Regions from separate parts of the Mus musculus genome. Here all the other regions are linked to region 1. A link is a contact called in public HiCAR-type and HiChIP or PLAC-seq data. All regions are on one chromosome and are shown on one strand. The core of a region is the stretch at or near the end of the contact, and the rest is flanking DNA. Distances in the headings are between cores, read along the strand shown.

The links. HiCAR-type assays count read pairs that join an accessible place to other places. HiChIP or PLAC-seq counts read pairs in DNA pulled down with a chosen protein or histone mark.
Region 2: a HiCAR-type map of fibro-adipogenic progenitors shows a contact between it and region 1, with 4 times the contacts expected there. The contact joins the enhancer-like site here to the promoter of Tmem17 in region 1. A contact is called at or near these places in 4 of 39 promoter capture datasets (3T3-L1-derived adipocytes, cranial neural crest, pre-B cells and 1 more), 12 of 484 Hi-C or Micro-C datasets (the 3T3-L1 cell line, the HL-1 cell line, brown adipocytes and 9 more), 16 of 115 datasets of contacts at active chromatin or transcription factors (the NIH/3T3 cell line, SST interneurons, astrocytes and 10 more) and 2 of 9 other capture datasets (embryonic stem cells and macrophages).
Region 3: an H3K4me3 HiChIP or PLAC-seq map of bone marrow-derived macrophages shows a contact between it and region 1, with 5 times the contacts expected there. The contact joins the enhancer-like site here to the promoter of Tmem17 in region 1. A contact is called at or near these places in 4 of 39 promoter capture datasets (embryonic stem cells, hippocampal neurons, liver and 1 more), 4 of 115 datasets of contacts at active chromatin or transcription factors (bone marrow-derived macrophages, embryonic stem cells and microglia) and 2 of 9 other capture datasets (adipose tissue and liver).

Annotation. Positions count from the first base shown.
Region 1 is chr11:22,510,926-22,513,625 of GRCm38.p6, forward strand. It overlaps Tmem17 (transmembrane protein 17), which reads left to right and starts at 1,358. Exons shown (of 4, transcript NM_153596.3): 1 at 1,358-1,658. The coding sequence starts at 1,559.
Region 2 is chr11:22,246,009-22,248,708 of GRCm38.p6, forward strand. It overlaps Ehbp1 (EH domain binding protein 1), which reads right to left. Exons shown (of 25, transcript NM_153078.4): 3 at 1,962-2,019. Among named protein-coding and RNA genes, the nearest start is that of Ehbp1, 39 kb to the right of the region's middle. Within about 2 kb of position 1,258, at least 32 of the 459 cell types and tissues checked have an H3K27ac peak or open chromatin away from gene starts, as enhancers often do. A contact at or near this core is called in the HL-1 cell line, embryonic fibroblasts, fibro-adipogenic progenitors and 1 more, where this site is marked.
Region 3 is chr11:22,928,930-22,931,629 of GRCm38.p6, forward strand. The region is part of intron 2 of Commd1 (COMM domain containing 1); the gene reads right to left. Among named protein-coding and RNA genes, the nearest start is that of Zrsr1, 42 kb to the right of the region's middle. Within about 2 kb of position 1,317, at least 35 of the 459 cell types and tissues checked have an H3K27ac peak or open chromatin away from gene starts, as enhancers often do. A contact at or near this core is called in bone marrow-derived macrophages, where this site is marked.

The DNA.
Region 1 (2,700 bases), core at 108-2,607:
TTTTAAACTTGAATGTGCAATCAGTCTACTATAAAGTATAAAACAGGCCACTGCTTCACAAGCAACTGAGAAAGGGTAGCTCCTGGAGATGATGATACTGTTGACTGACCTGGGACCTAATACATCCGACTGTGCTTTTCTTTATGTCTATTACACCTAATGGTTTGTTTTGGTTTTTGAGGATTTTGCAATGTATCCCAGGCTAACCTTAAACTGGAGATCTCCTGTCTCTGCCTTCTAAATGCTAAAATGATATGTCTTAAGAGAAAGCAGGGAAAGGCTGATATTTTTAGTTTTAAAATCACCTATATTCCAGAAACAACTGCTTTCAATACTTTTAAGTTATTTCCCTGTCTTCTGAAGCAGGTATGCTTGGCTCATCCACCCTCTTAAGAATGTCAAGGGCAATTTTCTGAGGAACATCCTTAGTGAGGTAACCCAATCACAAAAGAAGTCATTAGATATGCACTCACTGATAAGTGGATATCAGCCCAGAAACATAGAACACCCAAGATACAATTTGCAAAACACAAGAAAATCAAGAAGAGGGAAGACCAATGGGTGGATACTTCATTCCTCCTTCTAATAGGGAACAAAATACCCATGAAAGGAGTTACAGAGACAAAGTTTGGAGCTAAGACGAAAGGATGGACTTTCCAGAGAATACCCCACCCAGAGATCCATCCCATAATCAGCCACCAAACCCAGACATTATTGCATATGCCAGCAAGATTTTGCTGAAGGGACCCTGTCATAGCTGTCTCATATGAGTCTATGCCAGTGCCTGGCAAATACAGAAGTGGATGTTCACAGTCATCTATAAAATGGAACACAGGGCCCCCAATGGAGAAGCCAGAGAAAGCACCCAAGGAGCTGAAGGGGTCTGCAACCCTATAGGTGGAACAACAATATGAACTAACCAGTACCCCCAGAGCTCATGTCTCTAGCTGCATATGTAGCAGAAGATGGCCTAGTTGGCCATCATTGGGAAGAGAGGCCCCTTGGTACTGCAAACTTTATATGCCCCAGTACAGAGGAATGTCAGGGCCAAGAAGTGGGAGTGGGTGGGTAGGGGAGGAGGGCAGAGGGAGGGTATAGGGAACTTTCGGGATAGCATTTGAAATGTATATAAAGAAAATATCTAATAATAATAAAAAGAATGTCAAGGGCATTTTTTTAAAATATCTATGTTCGTTTTCCATTTCCCTCAAGAAATGGTGCACCAATTTTGCAGAGGAATTGCTATGGTGTGAGAGCTCCTTGTGGCTCAGCCCAGGTCCGAATGGCTTATTACTTGTGATCATCTTAAGACGACGCGGCTTTAAAGCAAGACGGAGGAACCCGCCATTTTCAGCAGCACTAGGCCACGTTAGGCTGCGGGCCCGTGGCCCTGGCTCGCCTCTCCAAGGGGAAGCCTCTGGAGGATTCTGTAGCGTTCGGGGAAGCCCAGGTACCAGGTCCCTAGGGGCCCCGCACTGCCCGGTTGCCAAGGGAACCGCCACGCGCCGCTGTGCCCGCCGACTAGCGGGTGTGTGAGAGGCCAGCGGGCAGGCCAGGCATGGAGCTGCCGGACCCTGTTCGCCAGCGCCTGAGCAACCTCAGCCTCACCGTGTTCGGCGACTCCAGCCGCACCGGGCCAGAGTCCAGTGATGCGGCCGGTGAGTGGCGAGGGCGCAGGCCCACGCGGGGGTGTGGCTCGCGGGCGGGAGGCCGCACAGGCCGTGCCCGGGTGAAAGATGGCTGCTCCGGCTTCAGCCAGGGCTCTGTGCCCCGGGAGAAACCACGGCCCTGCGGCGGACCCGGGAGACCACGCGCTTCCGCCGCCGCAGCTACTGCACCCGGTGGCGCGGTCGCCGAGCGGATCAGGATGCGGATCAGGAACGCCTTCTTCCCCACGCGGGTCCCCGCTGAGTCCCCAGCGTGACAGCCGCCGGCTCACACAAAACCGGGCTGTGTCCAAACCCCTCCTAGCAGAGCAAGACCGGCTGCTGCCAAACCGACAAGGCCTTCCTCTGCCTGTTCCTTCTTTCTCCCTGTATAAAAAACTCTCCTCCCGAAATCTAAAAACGAAATACCAACGAGTTAACTCCAGCTTCTGCCTCCTCAATCAGGAGGACAGCATACATGGTTGTCTCCTTTGAAATCAAGGAATTGGAAATCCTTTCGATGGCTTGGTTTGGGCTTTCTTATTTTTATTTTTATTTCTTAAATAGGGCATTGAAAAGCAAACCACTTGCCATCATTGCATGTTGTCACCTTGGTCATTCGTGTAATTTACGCTATATGGAGAAAAGCCTGTAAAATTAGGATTTCGTGTTTCCGATTCAAAGTGTGAGCCGTACGGGGCACTAAAATCGAATAATACAAAGTCTCTGGGAAAAAAAGTGTGTGTGGGGGGGGCGGGGGTGACATTTGTTCTGAAGTTCTTTAGAGCCTCAGCAGCCTAGATAGTCGTGATGGTGTGGACAGCAATAGAACTAGGTAAAGACATCAGCCCTGTAATTTCTTATGGTTCTTACGTGTCAGAAAATATTGTTTTCCCAGACATTCAAACGTGAGAAAAGCTGTTTAAGTTCACTGTCTCTGCCAAGACAGGCAATTAATTGGTCAGAAAAATTTGTCTGACCAATTATATAATACTTAAATTTTATCTCATTACAGAACTTAACTGGAACTTTTGTAAAATTTAATGAACTCACA
Region 2 (2,700 bases), core at 8-2,507, 270 kb before region 1:
TAGACTCAAACAGGATCTGGTACCATATAAGAAAGAATCTTTCATAAAAATTCTTTCAATTGTCATATGCCATTAAATAAACAAAGTTTATTTACTATCAAAGATGAGTATATTCTGAAGTGACCTACAACCTAAAGTATTTTATTATATTTATTGTATTCCATAACTCTTATAGAATAATTGCTAGCTAAGTGTCAAATGAAATAAAGTGCTTACAGTGTCCACTCTAAAGACTACTGATATAGTCACATCCCTCTATTACACTTAAAGGACAACTTTATTCTGGCCAACTCCACAAAAGCTGTAGATGCAATGAGAAGTACTGTGTCCATTCTTAGAACTCCTCCTCACATGTGAATAAGACAGTATTCACATTATAATGCCCCCAAACTACAGATATGTGTCTTGAAAAAATACTGTTCATGATGTGAATCAGCTTCAATTCCTATATTGCTGGCCCCTATATTGCTGGCAGGGGTGTTTGGCAATTTCTGGTATGTGTGCATGTATATGTATGTGTGTTGAGTGTGCACACATACTCTAGTGGGTGTGTTGGGAAACAATACTATGCAAAGTTGTATGGGCATACATGTAAGGAGGCTAAAGGCTGCGGCCAGGTATCTTCCCTATCACTCTCTACCTACTTAAACAAGGATTCTAGCAGTTAACACTGACAGAAGTAAAAAAAAAAAAAAAAAAAAAAAAAGACTATATACTCAGGGGACTGAGTAATTAACTAACTTGTAGTATATTCACAGAATGGAATACTATTCAGCAATAAAGCAATAAACTACAAATGAAAACAAAGCATGAACACATTGCAAAAACATGATGCTAGGCAAAGAAGACCACACATAAAACAGTTTTACTATGTAAAATTATATAGAACACTATTATACAAATATACAGTGCTATACAAATATACTACTGTAATATTTTTGCATGAAATTCAAAAATAGGTAAATTAGTCTTTATTGACAGAAAAATCAAAATAGTGATGGCCTCTGAGGGCTGGAAATTGCCTGGAAAAGACACAAAAATGTTATGCTGATAGCAATCTATACTTTGACAGGAGTACTATTTATGCAAGTATCAGAATATATACATCATATTTATTATGTATGTAAACTGTGGTGGCTTGAATAAGAATGGCCTATAGGCTTACATATCTGAGTGCTTAGTCACCAGGGAGCAGCTCAGGGTGGGACTGGGAAGCCTGGCCTTGTTGGAAGAAGTGCATCAATGCAGGGCAGGGGTGCTCTGAGGTTTCAAAGGGCCAAGCCCAGCTCAGTGTCTCTCCTCTCTTCCTCCAGCACTATGTCCTTGCCAGCAGGCTCCCAGCCATGATGATAATGGACTAAACTTCTGAAACTACAAGCAAGCCCCAATTTAAATGCTTTCTTTCATAGAGTTGCCATGGTCATGGTGTCTTGAATAACTAAGGTTTGATGAATTTTGCACCCTTAAGTTTTAGCTTAATAAAAATAAAACTGGAGGCCAGATATAATGGCACACACTTGTAATCCCAGCCCTTCGGAGGCACAAAAGGGAAGATCACAAATTCTAAGTCAGCCTAAAATACAAAATGAGCCCTGTCTCAAAAACAAACAAAACCACCTTGAAAGGGTACTTTTAGTAAGTTTTTAAAATTTCAATTATCATCTAACAAACTTTTCTTAATAGCAGTCTATCTATAGGAAAACAAACTAACCTCTAATAAATATGCATACAGCTGTATGCTTACGAAAATAAAATTATCTACAGAACAAGATGTTTAAAATTCTATTCTAGTCTCCATGTATGATACTATCAGTACAAAGAAAAACAAATCAAAATCTTCAAAAAAGTCCACTCCTCCTCCCCTGCAATCCAGCATGAACTCAGAAAGTTGGCCACTCGTTAAGAACACTGAGCTCTTCCTCGACAAATTTTTAAGTGGTGACTGTTCAGAGGAGACTAACCTTGGAAGACTTCCTTCGGCTTCTTCTTGTCCAAACAACCACCAGTTTATCTGGTTGCCTATCAAATTAAAAAACAAAGAAAGAAATTAAGTATAATTCATCTTAAACAAGATTATTAAAGTTTAGTTCTAGTACCTTTAAAGGACAAAAGTGGCCTGGGGTGACTCCACAAGTGAAAAGTTTTCCACACAAGCACAGGAACCCGATCTCCATCCCTAGCACTGAGATTAAAACCTGGATGTGGCAGTGTGTCCTGGAACTCCAGGTAAGGGCAGAGACAGGAGGATTCCAGGAGCTACCAGCCAGCCTAGTCAAAATGATGAGTGCAGGTTCCATGAGAAGCCTGTGTAAAAACTAAGATAAAGACCCCAAAAACTGGCCTCTGCTTCCCACTCGAGCATGCAGGTGAGCGAGCACATGTGCATAAGACCCTCATGTACACCCCTCACGCAGACACACAAAAAAGGACAAAAGTGTTTACTACTTTAGATTCCACAAAGCAGTTAAGCTCCAGTTCTATTCCTAAGTACAGTAGATGCTAAATTCAGATATGATCTCATTGAAGTAACTAGTATTTCCTCTAGAAACTTTTCTTTAAAAGTAATACCAAATCAATTCGAGAGGCTAACCAAATGAAATGCAATAGTTAGCCCATATCTGAGCCCTCCTACAGTGCCTCACTTCTCACACATTATCCCTTTCAACTTCGAGAAAGAAACATTCTACAGGCATCATGGGT
Region 3 (2,700 bases), core at 67-2,566, 420 kb after region 1:
TGAGTGTTCACTGCTTTCTGCTTCCTGACCGTGGGTGCAACGTGCCCCGCTGCCTCCACCACTCTTTCCTTGCACTGACAAGCTGTGAGTCAAACCTTCCCACCCTCAAGTTCCTTCTTTCCGGTACTCTGTCACAGAGCAGGACGGTCACCAATACATTGAGGAACTCAAGGCTAATTAAAGTAAATTTGACTTTGACAAACTACTCTGATATTGAAACAGTTCTTTTCTCCACTGATACACTGATACAATACCAAGTAACGCTCTCAAAAAGCTGAATTTTGGAGAAATAGTATGATTTGTAACAACATGGCACTTGAGGATCAGCTCTTCCCACTGGGCTCCTTGTTCCCTGTGCATCACTCCCTGCAGAAGTCCTGAGTGATTGAATGTGTGCTCTTGACACCAGCAAGACCACACATCAAGGACCCTAGCCTCAGACTCAAATGGCAAACCCCATCCTGCCCCAGCTCAGGAAAATGCTAAAGCCTTCCTGAAGGGTCTGAGTACGGAAATTGAAGGTGTCTGCAGGAAATGCCCACCAATAGCTCCCCAGACCCTATATTTATGGCCCAAAGACTTTTCTCCTAAAGAGACTGCTCCTACCAAGATTAGCTAAGCCTGTCTCCTGATCCAGATGTATTCTATAAACCTGCCTCCTTGTTTATCTATGTAAACCCACCTCCCTTTCTAACTCTACATAACAAAACACTGAGCTTCTGGGATACAGTTTCCCAACAGAGAGCTCAGTCCACCTACTACCAGCTTGTCTGTATGTTTGTCTTTTATTTCTTTGCCCCTGTCAAGTCAGATCTATCCCTGTACAGGCTGCACTAGCACCCTTAGTGTATCCAGATGACATACTGATGACAGAAAAGAGGCGTGTCACACTGGAACCAGCTGCTTGCAGCTCAGTCTGACTTTCCACCTTTTCTTTCAGAACAAATTGGAAGCCACCTGCAACTAATATAGATACTCAAAACAAGTGTCTCTTTATGATCAGAATATTTTAAAGCTTTCAAGGGGAGAACACTTTCCCCCAAGACAGGGTTTCTTTGTGTAGTTCTGTCCTGGAACTCACACTGTAGACCAGGCTGACCTCGAACTCAGAAATCCACCTGCCTCTGCCTCCCAGGAGCTGGGATTGAAGGTGTGCGCCACCACTGCCAGGCAGAACACTTTTTAAATGGTGTGGTGTTTGAATAGGAACAGCCCCCAAAGACTCAAAGTGTTTGAATGCTTGGCCCACAGGGAGTGTCACTACCAGGAGGTGTGGCCTTGTAGGACTACTGGCCTTGTTAGAGGAAGTTTGTCACTGTGGGGGGGTCTGTGATGCTCAAGCTTCAGCCAGTGCAGCACCCAGGCTCCTTCTGCTGCCTGTAGATCAAGATGTGGAACTCTTAGCTCCTTCTCCAGCACCATGTCTGTCTGCACACTGCTAAGATTAGCCATCTTCTGGCTAAGCATGCTCATTATTCATTCCTTACTTCCCCAAAGAAATTACTATCCGTGCAGTCAACACTCTTAACTCCATGGTTCCTCTGACAGTTTTCTTTTCACCGTGACTAACATCCACTTAGATCCAATCTGCTTTCCCAATCCAACTGAAATAGCCACTTTGTCCACAGGCACTGCACTTAAGCACATGGAATAGAAAGAAGAATTAAGACACACAATCTGCCTTTCAAGATCATAGTCAGTCAGATCTGTTACTGAGGCGCACAGGCTGCTTGCTTCTGAGAGGAGAGTGCCTTGCAGCAAACTCAGGGGTTCTTTCTACCTCCCTGGCTGGTCTGAGAGGACTCAAGGAGTCTCATAAGACAAATGACAAAAACTCCTCAGCTTCGGTGGCACCAAGACCAGCACTCTCCTGGATAACCAGGTGTAGCTGGTGCATATCCTTGAAGAAAGGAGATTAGGGTCCCACGTTTAAGTCATAGAAAAAAAAATCAGAGGTCACAGACAGTTATGGCCGGCCATAAAACTAGTTCCTGATAGCCCCACAAAGGACAGTCTTTAATCCCCCTCCCAGCCTCGGGATTCTGCCCCACCAAATGGTATCATGTCTGAGCTATGACTTACCTGACCCATCTTCCCTCCCCTTCACCCTAAGCATTCAAGGAACTTCTAACTGCCCTGTATATAAGTGCTAAAACACTGGAGCTGGGGGTCACAGACTCCGAACCTATGCTGTAGGGGGTTTGTGATCCGAGTCAGGACTCATTTTCAGTAAAAAGTCTTTCATGCCCACTTGCAGCGGACTCTGCACTTCCTGAGCTCGCCTGGGCTTCCTGAGGAATCAGGGCATAACATCACACAACTGTAATCCCAGCATTGGAAGCAAATGCAGCAAGATACTATTTGAGTTTGAAACTAGTCTGCATTTATAAAGCAAACCTAGTGGAACCTGAACTACAGTGAGGACTAAACAAGGCTTAAGGATCAGGTGAGGAAGGCTTGCCTGTCACCTCAAGATTCTGAGCTCAATTCTCAGAACTGGGGCACATGGGGAACTGGGGAGAGCCAGTGTATTCAGTGTATTTATCTCTCCACATTGAAGTCCTATGATCTGTTCTTTTCTCTCTGCTGTGATAGCCACCGGCCAACACCCAGTCTTCACAGTCAAACATCAGAACTAAATGTTAATTTCTTAGAGAGGTGCTTGCCACTCCTTTCCAGATATAAATGTACAAGTCACTT